Linked DNA regions of Mus musculus: region 1 is linked to region 2. Evidence: chromatin contacts called from public HiChIP or PLAC-seq data. All regions are on one chromosome and are shown on one strand. Each heading gives the region's core, a stretch centred on a gene start, on an enhancer-like site or on the middle of the called end of the contact. The rest is flanking DNA. Distances are from core to core; before and after follow the strand shown. Region 1 holds the start of Actr1b (ARP1 actin-related protein 1B, centractin beta). Region 2 overlaps Fam178b (family with sequence similarity 178, member B).

The links. HiChIP or PLAC-seq counts read pairs in DNA pulled down with a chosen protein or histone mark.
Region 1: a contact with region 2 is called in an H3K4me3 HiChIP or PLAC-seq map of embryonic stem cells, with 4 times the contacts expected there. The contact joins the promoter of Actr1b here to the enhancer-like site in region 2. A contact is called at or near these places in 2 of 39 promoter capture datasets (macrophages and neural stem cells), 5 of 115 datasets of contacts at active chromatin or transcription factors (the SCID.adh cell line, double positive thymocytes, embryonic stem cells and 1 more) and 3 of 9 other capture datasets (adipose tissue, liver and pancreatic islet).

Annotation. Positions count from the first base shown.
Region 1 is chr1:36,705,750-36,712,179 of GRCm38.p6, reverse strand. It overlaps Actr1b (ARP1 actin-related protein 1B, centractin beta), which reads left to right and starts at 2,255. Exons shown (of 11, transcript NM_146107.2): 1 at 2,255-2,374; 2 at 3,925-3,989; 3 at 5,235-5,310. The coding sequence starts at 2,327.
Region 2 is chr1:36,628,882-36,635,419 of GRCm38.p6, reverse strand. Fam178b (family with sequence similarity 178, member B) reads left to right here. Exons shown (of 16, transcript NM_001372417.1): 6 at 148-253; 7 at 2,916-3,000. Among named protein-coding and RNA genes, the nearest start is that of Fam178b, 51 kb to the left of the region's middle. Within about 2 kb of position 2,304, at least 35 of the 459 cell types and tissues checked have an H3K27ac peak or open chromatin away from gene starts, as enhancers often do. A contact at or near this core is called in the SCID.adh cell line and embryonic stem cells, where this site is marked.

The DNA of each region.
Region 1 (6,430 bases), core at 1,006-3,505, 77 kb before region 2:
TGTTGGCCCAACTCTTGGCCACTACACCTAGGTTAAAAAAAACTTTTACACAAGTTGCCTAGGACAAGAGTAGGAGTCAGCAAACTTGTCCTGTTGAGAGGTAAATAGAAAATACTCTAGTGTCTGTGAGCTACAAACTTCTCTACAGTATACTCTTCTTCATAGTCAATGCTACAATCCATTAAAAATGCAAGCACCAAGCTGGGCGTGGTGGCGCACGCCTTTAATCTCAGCACTTAGGAGGCAGAGGCAGGTGGATTTCTGAGTTCGAGGCCAACCTGATCTACAAAGTGAGTTCCAGGACAGCCAGGGCTATACAGAGAAACCCTGTCTCAAAAAACCAAAAAAAAAAAAAAAAAAAGGAATGCAAGCACCATTGGAAAGACTAGTCAATGAAATTGAAAGCTAGTGTTTTGAGGAAATGCTGTGACCCTCTAATACAGCTCCTCCTGTGTGGTAACTCCCCAACCATAAGACTATTTTCATTGCTACTTCATAACAGTAATTTTTGCCACTGTTGTAAATCATAACTTGAATCCCTATCTTCCAATGGTCTTAGGGGATCCCCAAGAGGTTGCCACCCACAGATTGAGAACTGCTGCTCCCCTGCTCTAGCCTGCCTGATCAGGGTTAAAAGGGGGGGGGCATCCCAGGTGTCCAGTGAGAAGGGAAACATCTCTGTAGACACTGAAAGAAAACCCTGGATACATTATGGACAACTTTTTGCCCATTACATTTGCCCAAAGCTGACAAATTCCATGACATACAAAGTAACAAAACAATGTAACTCAAGAAGATACAGCAAGACCGCAAGTGTAGCTAGTTGGTAGAGAACTTATCTAGGTGCAGGTTCTGTGTTCAGCACACCAAAGGAGGAGGAAGAAGAGGAAGAGGAGGATGGAAAGGGGAAGCTGCCACCACCACCAGAACCAGTCTACATCTCTTTTTTAAAAACTTAATTTGTATATTATAAATATACACACTTTCTTCCCACAAAGAAAACTCAAGATCTAGGTAACTTCATGAGTGAACGCTATCAAACAGTTAAGAGATATGACCTCTCTTAAGATGATTTTCTCTGATGTTTTGCCCAACAACATAAAACTGACGCCACAAGTTTATGTGTTATTGGCTAATGGACCAGTGAAACAGAATAAAAGGTAGACAGAAACTATCAACTATTGACATAGGCACCAAGGCAATTTGAAAAAAATTTCTCTCTCTCATTATAAATTTATATAAATATAAATTATATATATATATATATATATATATATATATATATATATATATATATATATAATTTTTTGAGGCAGGATTCCACTATGTAGCCTCTGTCAACCTCTGGAACTCCGATATTGGCCTGCCTCTGCCTCCCTGTTACCAGGAATGACATGATCACACCCAGTTTCTCTTTGCCAACCCCCCACTTTTTTTTGTACATTATTTATTTTGTTTGCGAATGTGTGTGTGTGGCTGTACATATTCCATGGTGCACTTGTAGCAATCAGAATTGTGGAAGCCGGTTCTCTTTTACCATATGGGTCTCTGGGATCAAACCCCAGGTAGACAGCCTTAGTGATAAATGCCCCGATGCTTACTTGATACATGTATAAAAACTAACTCAAATTAAACATAGGTCTAAATGTAAATCTATGATACTTCTAAAATAAAATACAATTATTCACCTAGCGTTTGAATCTTATTAAATCCAAAACTGTTGCTTGGTATGGTAGTACATGCCTGTAATTCCAGCATTTGTGAGGCGGGAGAATCACAAGTTGAAGGCTAGCCTTGGTTTCACAGAGATCCTACCTCTAAAAACCAAAAAAGATGAATAAATCTAACTAAACTAACTCTCCCGTTGAAATAATCAGAGCTGACATCCTAAGAAGAGGAATGCTCACAGATGTCTCATCAAAAGAAAGACCTTCCAGTAGGTGAACTCAAAAGACTTCCTGATTTCAATAGACCTACCACCTCCTTTTTAATTCTTGCCCCCTTTAAGAACCCAGCCATGACATCATCTTACGGCCGCGCAGCCTACCTTGGCAACGCCTGGCTGTTCTTCCGGAAAGCTTCAATTGGTTAGCCGGCTCCAAGAGGCCCCTCCCACTTCCCCCAGCAACCCTCCCCGGCGCCGGCCGTCAATCAGGTCATTTGGCATCTGTGATTGGCCACGGGGCCGCGTTCGCGTAGGCAGCGCACTGGGGGAGGGGAGCGGCGCGGTGTCTGGAGTCGCATCCGTCCAGGTCTCCCCGCGAACCTTGTAGCCCGCCGGTCCTCCTGCAGCCCGCCTGCTGGGCAGGGCCGGCTCGGCCGGGCCATGGAGTCCTACGACATCATCGCTAACCAGCCCGTGGTCATCGACAATGTGAGGCCGGGCAGCGGGGGGTGGGGGAAGGACTGTGACCCGCCGCGGGGTCGCAGGCGGCGTGCGGTGGCCCACGCTGGTGGGGCCAGGGGTGGGCCTCGGGAGCACCTCCCTCGGAGTCCAGGATGTGCGGTACAGCTGATCACAGTCAGGCGGTCCTTAATGCTCTAGGCCGGTGAACGCGTCTGTCTGGGGTGGGATCGCTGGGCAAGTTAAGACCCCTGGCCCTTTGCTTGGTGGTAAGCTCTGGCCGCCTGATGGAGGTCGGCTGACATTTGACTTCTTGCACACTGCTGGCTTTATCTCTTGAAGGGCCTGGTGATCTTTACAACACTTCCCAAGGGGCTGCACCCAGAAGCAAACACTGCACGTTAATTTCCACCAGCCACCACCTGGTGGCCTCTTTGCCGCTTTAACTAACCCCCTCACTCTAAATGATCTTTTCGGAGAGTGTAGCCACTTTCCCCAGGACGGAGCAGTTTGGGGTAGTAGTTTGCAAGCCTGAAAGAAAAGAGGTCCTGCTTCCCGGGGCGTTGTCTTCCAGCCTGGGTTGTGCTTACCTTCAGTGGCCCTAGGAGCTGTCTATCCTTAGAGGCCTTGACGTGGCTGGGGTTTTCTCTAGCTGTGCCCAGAGCTGATGTGTAGGCCTTGGAGCTTTTGACGGTGACACACTTCTCTTTCTGGGAACTGACTCCTTCCCACGTGAGCCCCTGATGGCATCTTTGTGGCTGCCTTTTTTTGGAGCACCCATGTGGGCTCCCTTAAATCATAACTTGTTTATCAGAGAGGCTAGTCCTGGACTTTGGGGGTGTGCTTGGGGCAGGCTACAGTGTACATCAGGCTACCTACCTGTTTGGTGGCCAACAAGCTAATGAGCTCAGAGGCACCTGCCTGGCTGAGTTTGGGCTTGGAGCCTCTCGCTTGTTACTTGGATATGTTATTTTGGCCCTAATAGAGACTGGTAGGCAAAGGGTGTGAGTAGGTGACTCATTTACTAAGTGGAAGGTGTGTCCAGTTCATGTTGAAAGCCTAGGTCCAGCTTCCAGCAGGGACAGGGACTGCCTCTCCTCTTACTACCCAAGAAAGGTACTTGGAGACCACCAAGTGGTTCCCCTCCATGGACCCAGTATGTGGTCTCTGTCTGCTGGTGAAGACAAGGGTTCTTGAATAGAGTAAGGCTGAGGCGTAGCATCTAGCTATCTTTAAAGTGTAGCTGATTTCCTCTCCCTACAGGTACTAGCCAGAGCATTCACAGAGGAGATCTGTGGTCTCTCTTCACGGATGCCCATCTGGGGCCAGTCATTGCTGATAACCTCCACCCAACAGATGCCCCTAACAGTTCTCATCTCCCCCTTGGGTCCCCAGGACAGAAAATGCAGCCTCACACCTAGTTTTGATGTGCTAGTGCTTGCAAGTGATCTCCTTCTCTAGGTCAGGTCTCTGGCTTCCTCCCTGTCCAGCCTTGGTAGAACTGCCAGCTCTCTCCACTTGGGGACCCTGACTGCATCTTGAGTCGTTGGCAGGAGCTAAAACATTGCTTTTCCTTGCAGGGTTCAGGGGTGATCAAGGCTGGCTTTGCAGGAGACCAGATTCCTAAGTACTGTTTCCCAAACTAGTAAGTGTCACCTGTCACCTGGGGGGCGGAGGGCAGCAAGCTCCCCAGCCCCTTATTTGCTTTTGGGAAGAATGCGTCCCCTGTGGTGTTACAGCTTCCCTCTTGGAAGGCAAGTCCCTCCTCTACCTGGAAGAGGAAACACCAGATTGGTGGAGGTGACCCTGAGAGTAACTGCTGGGTCTCAGAGTCTCTTGCCTTTGTTTCTGGCTCAGCCTGTTAGGAGCAGCATCCAGCATTGCCCTGGGGATGGGGTGTGGTAAAGGCGGGAGCAGGAATAAGAGGAACCTCTCTCCAGGGAAAGAGCTAAACTCCCACAGAGAGTTGGGGGGGGGGTGTACACAGCTACCCCTTCCTCCCTGGAAAGTTTTTTTTTTTTCAGATTATTGTGGAGTTTGGGTGAACCCCTAGCCTCCAGAAAACTAAGCATACATTCTAAGCAATGCCCCCGCCAGCCCCCAGAAATGTTTTCATCAAGGTTCAGTTATGTATAGCATCTAGGAACTGTTCCTGCCCAGCCCTTTCCACACACCCCAGGGAGTGCCAATGGTAACAGGGTGGTTCTGTCCCAAAGATCGAGGATTGCCTGGGTCCTACCTGCCCACTGGGAAGGTTCCCCTTGAAGCACCTCTCAGAGCTTGAAGGATCTGTCAGTGGCCTGCAGATCAGAGCTGGAAACCTAGAGTGGCTTTAAGAGCTACAGCCAGCCTGGACTCACAGAGGGCTTCAGCTTTCCATCCCAAACTCCGGGTGGGTGTCAGGGAAGGCTGTTGGCAGTCTGTGGGGAATGTGGGTCACAATTTAGAATGGTAACTCATCACATATGTGCTTGCCAAGAACTGATCTCTATTCTGGAAGCCCTGGCAGTGGAAGAGTGGCCACTGTGGGAGGGATACACCAGAAAGCCTCAGAGTTCTAGGGCTGTCTTCCATCCATCAGCAGACAAGAGGGTGGGTGGGCTTAGTCAGTGTGGCTATAGAAGTGTGGCCTTGCTAGAGCCAGGCTAAGACGGGATCCTGACATTCACACTTAGCCCTCCCTGGGGAGAGGCTCGTTCCTTCAGACCCCAAAGTGCTTGTGCTTCTAAGAGCCAGGCTGCTTTCCCACTCCCCATAGGTCTAGGCTCTGAGCCACTTCCCAGTGCTTAGCATGGCCACCCTCTAGAGCTCTGCAGTTGGACTCCAGTTTTCCTGGACACAGGTTCAGCCATGCACCTGCCCAACTCACTGACCTTCTGTGACCTTGCAGTGTCGGACGGCCAAAGCACATGCGGGTTATGGCTGGAGCCCTGGAGGGGGACCTGTTCATTGGACCGAAAGCAGAGGTAACTGTCCCTAAGTTGAGTTTGTCAGTCATAGATCTAGCTGGTGATCAGAGCAACCTGTTCCTTTCTGTGCCTTCTTGGGCCTCTTACCTTCAGTTCAGTGTGTGTGTGTTTGTGTGTGTGTGTGTGTGTGTGTGTGTAGAGGCAACCCCCCTTCTGTACGATGCCAATGAACCAACGTTCCTGAGGAACTCGTGGTTTGACTCCGTGTCCGCTTTCAGAAACTGGAAACTATAGGAGAAAGAACTGATTAAGGTCACAGCACTTGGGAGGGGTGGAGACAGGAAGACCAGAAGCTCAAAGTCTTCTTCAGCCACCCCCAAAAGTGAGTTAAGAATTAGAATCACCTAGGTTTTATGGACCTGATACCTGCTCTGAGGAAGGCCGGGGCCATTTCTTATTCTGGCTAGGATGGCCTACCTGGGGACTGCACATTGAATCAGACTCTGAGGGTGCCAGTATAGGGTGTGGGGGAAGTGTCAGCCAAGCACAGGCAGGTGCCAGGTAGGCACCTGGGGAATAAGGCACCTGGGAAGGGGAGGCCTGAATAGAAGGGCACACGAGAGGCTGTGGGAGATGAAAGCCAGCCACTGTTGTATGAGAAGCAAAGTGTCTCCTAGACAGACAGGCGAGGGCAGGTGGGGAGTTGGGCCAAGAGGTCAGAGCTCCAGCTGTACTCTGGAGGAATGATGGGCTCAGGTGGCCTGGGGGGACAGTGCAGACAGAGCATGGGCTACTGTGCTGCAGATGGATGCTGGACAGTGTATAATGAGATGCTGGAGAGAGCCTAGGCAGTGAGCGAGGAACGTGTGTATGGAAAGAAGAGGGACTGGGGCGGGCATATTTCAAGAATTCTTCCCCTGAGTAGATGTAAACAGTGGTTCTTTCTAAGGCCCCAGTGAGAAACCAGACTAGGATTCCACCAGAGTTCATCCTGGGGAACCAGAGACTTTACTGACAGAGCATGGGTGAGAGATTAGTGTGGGATCCAGGGAAACCCACGGCAGCCTTAACTCTCCAGTAGCCTTCCCCAGACTGTACACCACCACTTCTCAAGACCTTGAGACCATATGCAGGTAGGGTAGAGCTCCCTGCCAATGGCTGGGAGGTCCAATGACCC
Region 2 (6,538 bases), core at 1,055-3,554:
CTTTGTCCTTAATGTGTACCTGTATGCTTCCTGGCTTCCTCTTGAAGCAGAGGTGACTCCAGCAAGGCCTTTGAGCCCTACTGGTTAGAGGCCTCTGCTGAGAGAGGCTACAATTGCTAACCTAACCTAATTGCTCTGACCCCACAGGTCCTCGCTGCCCGAGCAGCTCTCCTTCCTACACAATGGCCTCCTGAGCAACCTCTACCTGCATGCTGCTGACTGCCCTCAGCCTCTGCTGCAGTGGCTGTTCCAGGTGAGAAGCACAGGCCTGCCGCTAGGTGGCAGGAATAAAGCAGCCCTACAGCCCAGGCAGGCTCCAGGGTCTGTTTGGCTGGGTCCTCGGTCTTCTTGCCTTGGATGCTTCTGATACAGAGGATGGTGGAGGGCTGGCAGGGATTGATCACCATAATGCTAGATGTGCCAAAGTCCGGGAGGTTCAGGAGCCTGGTTAGCCCAGAAATGGAGACTGCCTGGAAGTGTCTGTTCAGCAACCCCCAGACTCTCTCTACTGGGTGACCACTGGGTAAGGGGTGTGGCTTTCCTGGGATGCCTGGTGTTCCTAGTAGGCTTAGAACTGAGTGACTGGGTGCATTCTATTCAGCCAGAGAGTCCGTCATGAGCACCATCGCTTTTCTTGCTGTCACAGTCATGAATGGATCATCTCGGGAGCACAGTTGGAAGGGGAGCAGCAGTGGAGGTTGGGGCTCATGAGTTCATTGCTATAGACTCAGTGGAGTTTAAGGGTTTGCTGCTCTCTATGAAGCTGTAGGTGGTCTGGAAAATCGACTACCAGCTGCTCCCTCTGCCCCAGGTTCCTCCCTGGAGGAACATTTTGCCTCGAGGCAACACACCTTCTGCTTGAGAATACAAACGTTTGGTAGGTGAGAGGCTAGCAGACAGCCCAGGACCTAATGCTTCCATCCAAATGTCCTGCATCTGCCTTGCCTTGGCCCCTGCCTAGGCCTGTCCCTGTCTGGGGATACTGGTCACAAGTTCCAGCTGGTACCAGAGCTGCAGTTGGGGCCTGGAGCCCAGCTGTCAATCAGGGCTAGCATGCCAGGCAAATTGTTTAGACACTTCTTAGGCTTGGCCTTCCAGGTAGAGCTCATTCTGGACCTCTCAGGACCTTTGTGGTGCTTTTGTCCTGGAGGGGAAGGACACTGTGCCCCTGAAACCCTTGTACATAGCTGTCCCCTCGGCCCCTCCCCCAGATCCTGGGGTGGGGAGATTGGGCCTGCAGGGCGAGTAGGAGCCAGGAACAGTCAAGCTTTTATTCTACACCCGCAGTGCAGTCTCTCTCTGCTCCTTCCACAGAATATGACAAAATGCACAATTGGCCGTTGGGAGGCACAAAGAACCCCTCTCAGACATCGCCCACAGAGGATCCTTGTATGACCCTGACAGGAGAGAAGTGCCCTCCCTTCTTGTGGCTCAGTCTCCACTAGAGTCTGAAACCCAGGCCATGGAGTGCATGGAGAGGTCTCCCCTAGCTCCTGTGCAGTGTCCATTGGACCAGGCAGGTACACAAGGGGAGCAGAGTTTAGGCCTAGCCCCAGGTACAAGCTCAGCCTCTGCCACTTTGACTTCTGTGTTGCTTTGGCCAAGTCCTGGGCATCAGCTCTGTATGGTGGAGCCGACAGTCCAGTGTGGGTTAAACGAAAAAGTCCTACAGCCTGTCTGTTCCTTAAATCTGTCCCCTCCCCCCAGATCCCTAGCTCTGCTCAGGACCTGGGCAAGGAACAGCAGCAGCAAGAACACATGTACTGCTGCTCTGTCAGGCTACTGAGGACAGAAAAGCACTAGGGTCTCCCTAAAGCCACTGCAAGGGATCCTCACTGGGAAGTCAGAAATGGCTAGGCCTCAGGCAGGAAGAGAACCAGGGATGGGGAGGGTGGCCACTCAAGGCAGAATTCTTTTTCCTCCCCAGGAGCATGGCCAGGTAAAACCAGGCCCCACTGGACTTCTGAATGGGAGACTAACTAACCTGGTCCAGGCAAAGCAGCTAGATTAGGCAAGTCACATGTTGTCCAGCCCACTTGGGGTCCATTCTAAATGAGGAGTGACCATTAGATCTTACCACCTCTGTTCAGTTGACACTCCATTGGTCCTATTGTCACTGGGACTTAGTGGCCCTGGGCTTGCCTCTTCCTTACTCCAGGGCCTCTTGTAGGCATGCTGCACACACCAGGTGAACAGCCCATTCTGAGCAAGTGATTCATTGCCATCAGACTCCAACAGTCTCCACATTGTGTATGGTAGTGGGTGGAGAGTGGGGTGGGGACATGTTCCGGAAACAGGAGACTATGGGAGTCATCCTAGCTGAGCCTAGAGGATGAGCTCTTGACCCCAGTGCTGGCCTAGAGAGGGCCACAGCTAGAGCCAGGCACAGCCTGGATGATCAAAGTCTAGGTATAGAGTCCCACTTAGCCTCCAGCTGTGTGGCCCTGGGCAGGGGTCAGGGAGTCTTGACTTCTGTAAAACAACAATCATGACTGTATCCTTCACCCTAGTGACTTGGAAGCATTAAGATGAGTCCTGTTTAACACATGTATGAAGCTGTTCCTGGTGCTTCAAACCTAGAATCCCCACCTTGGGAGGGGGTTGTGGGGGTGGACAGGAGTTCAAGGTCATCCTTACCTATTCAGTGGCTTGGCTAAAAGAGATCCTGTCTCAAAGAACCAAAACATACATACATACATACATACATACATACATACATACATACATACATAAATTGTATATATGAAGTGTTGCTACCATTACTTGTAATAAAAAAATTTTTAGAGCATGTGAATTGCTGTGAGTTCAAGGCTACCCAGGTCTACAGAGTGAGTTCCAGGATAGCCAGAACTACACAGAGAAACCCTGTTTTCAAACAAACTAGATAAATAGGTGTCTTTTCTTTTTGTCCCTAGTTGTTAACATGGCCTCCAGAAACATCTTCAAGAGCTTTTGGCCTCCTCTGGGATCTCAGTATAGATGGACTGTTCCGTCAGCCTGGTAAGTGCCCAGATGCACTCTGGAGCCTGTACCCACAGCCCCAGCCGCATGCTGTGGGACACTGCATCACCTGTGCTACAGACATCAGGCCACACATCTTTGGCTCTGTCTCCAGTGTTAGTGACAAGCTGAGCCAACTGGCTCCTTGGCACCTTCGCCAGCCTGAAGTCCAGTTCTCAATGACTGAGTCCAGGCTGACTTCATGGCCTCCTGGGATCCCTGTACGTCCAGGAAGGTGAGTTCTGCCCCAGGCAGGCTTTGGTTCAAAAGGGACAGTTTGTCATCTGGGTTCTACCAGGGACCCAGAAAGGAGAGCCATAGTGTGTCAGAGTAGCATTTGGGCTGGCACCATCAGTAAGGGGCTTCAAGAGCAGCCCCTCCACCCTCATGCACTCATGTCGGTCCCCTGAGTGACAGCCTCGGGTCTGTCCCTTGCTCAGCATTCCAGAGAAGCATTGCATGTCCTGCTAGTGGCTGTACCTTCCCCAGCTGTCATCGTTTGCTACCTGAACCCAGACACTTTGGCACCAAAAAATAATATGTAAGCAGTTGGAGGTTGCTTAGGGTTGGCAATGAAAGGGATTCTCAGAGGACTGGACTCCACCTTGGCCCAGCCATAACCCTCTACCCCAAAGCACGCAAACACACAGCTCCCAGGGCCAAGGTTATAGCCCCTGGTATGCCAGAGCCCCCTGTGCTTTGAGTGTCTGCATTGTGTTCCTCTGCTTCAGGGGTTGCCAAACTGGGGCCATCTGTCAAGTCAGAGCATTCCAGTCACCCCTATGGGCCCCTCACTAAGGGCTCCTGACAAGCCACCGGTCCAAGCGTCTTCTCCCTTTTTGTAACCTCTGCCCCTGTGGCCTGCACTGCCCTTTGTAGCCCTGGGGCCGCCTCTGCAGCATGCCTGCCCTTTTGGAAACAGAGGCTTTCCTTGTCCACCCCTCTCCATGCTGTGGCATGTGTCTCCTTCACTCTCCTCTCCTACAGCCCAATCAGGAGGAATACAAAGTAGCTCCCAGGTTCTGGATTCTCAGCTTTGGCTCCTTAAGAACCCAGCCTGGGGTCCTGTCCCCACAAGCCTGGCCTAGAGAATTACCTGTCTGAGGTCAGGATCCCTACTGATTAGGAGGAAGTCAGGCCTGATCCACAAAAGAACTAACTAAAGCAGAGCACAGTACACCTGTGTTCACTGTAGCATTGTGCATAGCAGACAAAAGGTGCAGGAAGCAGCCTACATGCCTGACAGGTAGATCACAGAATACGACATACATACTTAGGTTGGACAGAATAGACATGTGATGGAACATGGCTAGGTCATGAAAAGGAAGGCAATTTTAACACAGGCTGAGATACAGATGAACCCTGGAAACCTTGTGTTGACTAGAATAAAACACTAACAAAAGGAGATGCCTCTATTTTACATGAAGGGGAATTCATAGAACTGTAGGCACCAGGGGCAGAGGAGGTCGTATGGGTCGTGGAACAGGTTTTGGCGTGAGAAGCTGTTTGGTGGCTTTGCAGCAGCGCAAGAGTACAGTGTCCATTGCTCCTCCCAGGCCTCTTACCTGTCAGGTGTGTTTGACTGCTCAGCTGCATCCCGACACAGGATGCTGTCTAAGGTTACTTTAGATCCAGGATGGCTACAGAGGAAAGCTCTGCTCACATACAGCTGGAGGCCCCTGGGGGGGAGGGGGGGGCTCTGTGAGCACAGCAGAGCTCAAGGCAAAATGTCAGGACTGGCCTTGGGCTTACCACCTGTGGCCATGAATCACCTGACCCCTTCCACATGCAAGTTCCTGGCCCCTGGGGGATGTGTGCACCCAGGGCTGTCCTCCGCTGACTGTCCTGTGGAAGGTCTTATTCAATTGCGTTTATCCCCACCCACTTCCTTTGTCAGCAGTGGGGCAGTTTCAGCACATCCTGTGAGGGGAGTTAGAGGCTGGATGGAGTATTCCAGAGTAGGCTGCTGTTTCAGAGTAGGATGTGTTGAGAAGGGGGTCTTGATGAGCTTGGAGGGTGGAATGTTCAGGAACATTGTTGGTCTTTATCTCAGGGATACCTGGAGGTCACCTGCATTAGGGCCCAGCAGGATGGCGGGGGACAGGGTAACCCAGGCCAGCCCTTGTCCTCAGAAGGCTGATGACTTTCTGAGGGCATGGAGTCAGAAGCTACTGTCAGAGAAAGGGGAAGCAGAGTGGGGACTGGACTTGCATCTGGGTGTGGCTGGCCTCCAGGAGCCAGGACTCAGGAATTGTTAGACCACCTCTGTAAACTGCACAGGGCAGGATTGCCCTCACTCTCACTTGCCTGGAGACCAAGTAAGCCCCAGATGTATCCCCTGCCCCATGTAAAGCTTGGTTTAGGTCAAGACATCACACAGTCTTTCTGTTGTCAAGCCATGCTTCATTAATCTGTACCTTGGCTGTTAGTGGCACAGAACAGGAAACGCACAATGGTTGTTTGCTTGTTATAGGTTATATACACTGCCTTTCTTGATTGTGTGTATACATGTACATGCATATTTGTGTGTGCATGTATGTATGCACACATGCCACAGCTCACTTGTGGGGGTCAGAAGGCTACCTGTGGAAATTAGACTCCTCTCCCACCTTGTGGCTTCTGCAGATCTAACTTAGGTTGTCTGACTTGGTGGCATGCACCTCTACCCACTGAGCCATCTTGCCAGCACACATTTCCCTTTTTACCAGGATTGTTTGTTTTCAGTTTTTAAGGACAGGGTCTCTCTACATAGCCTTGTCCTGAAACTCAACTCTGTAGACCAGGCTAGCCTTGAACTTAATAGAGCTCTACCTGCCTCTGGCTCCAGACTGTTGGGATTAAAGGAATGTGCCAACATGCCCAGCTTACCAGGACATTCCTCTCATTACAGAACTGGCCATGAGCTTCAAAGGCTGTTTGTCATATTTTCTGGCTGTCAGTGTCCTTTGAACACTGTGTGGTTTCCATTCCCACCAATTCAACCCTCTAGGACAAAACCTAAGAAACCCACTTTTCCAGTCTTCCTTCAGATATTCAGGGACGATGATGATGATGGTGATGATAGAATGAGTCTCTTAAACAATACTGCATAACAAGTCACACAGCCTTGCCCCTGTGTTAAATACTGAAGACTATGGAAGGCACATGATTTGAGGAAGAAGAAGATGTGCAGTGTGTGTGGCTTTGTGTAGGGGACCCGAGGAGCTTCAGATTTTGAGGAGGATCTTGGAGCCAACCCCCAGGATTCCACAGGCAGTTACATGAGCACAGTTCCCGCCACAGCCTGTGTCTGTGCCTTAAGATCCAGTCATTCAGCCGGGCATGGTGGTCCATGCCTTTAATCCCAGCAGGCGTGCACCACCACGTGCAGAGACAGGCGGATTTCTGAGTTCAAGGCCAGCCTGGTCTACAGAGTGAGTTCCAGGACAGCCAGGACTACACAGAGAAACCCTGTCTTGGAAAGAAAGAAAGAAAAAAAAAATCTGGTCATTCAGTTCCTTACATGGCCAAGTTGGCAGGGAAGTAACCGTTTAGACTA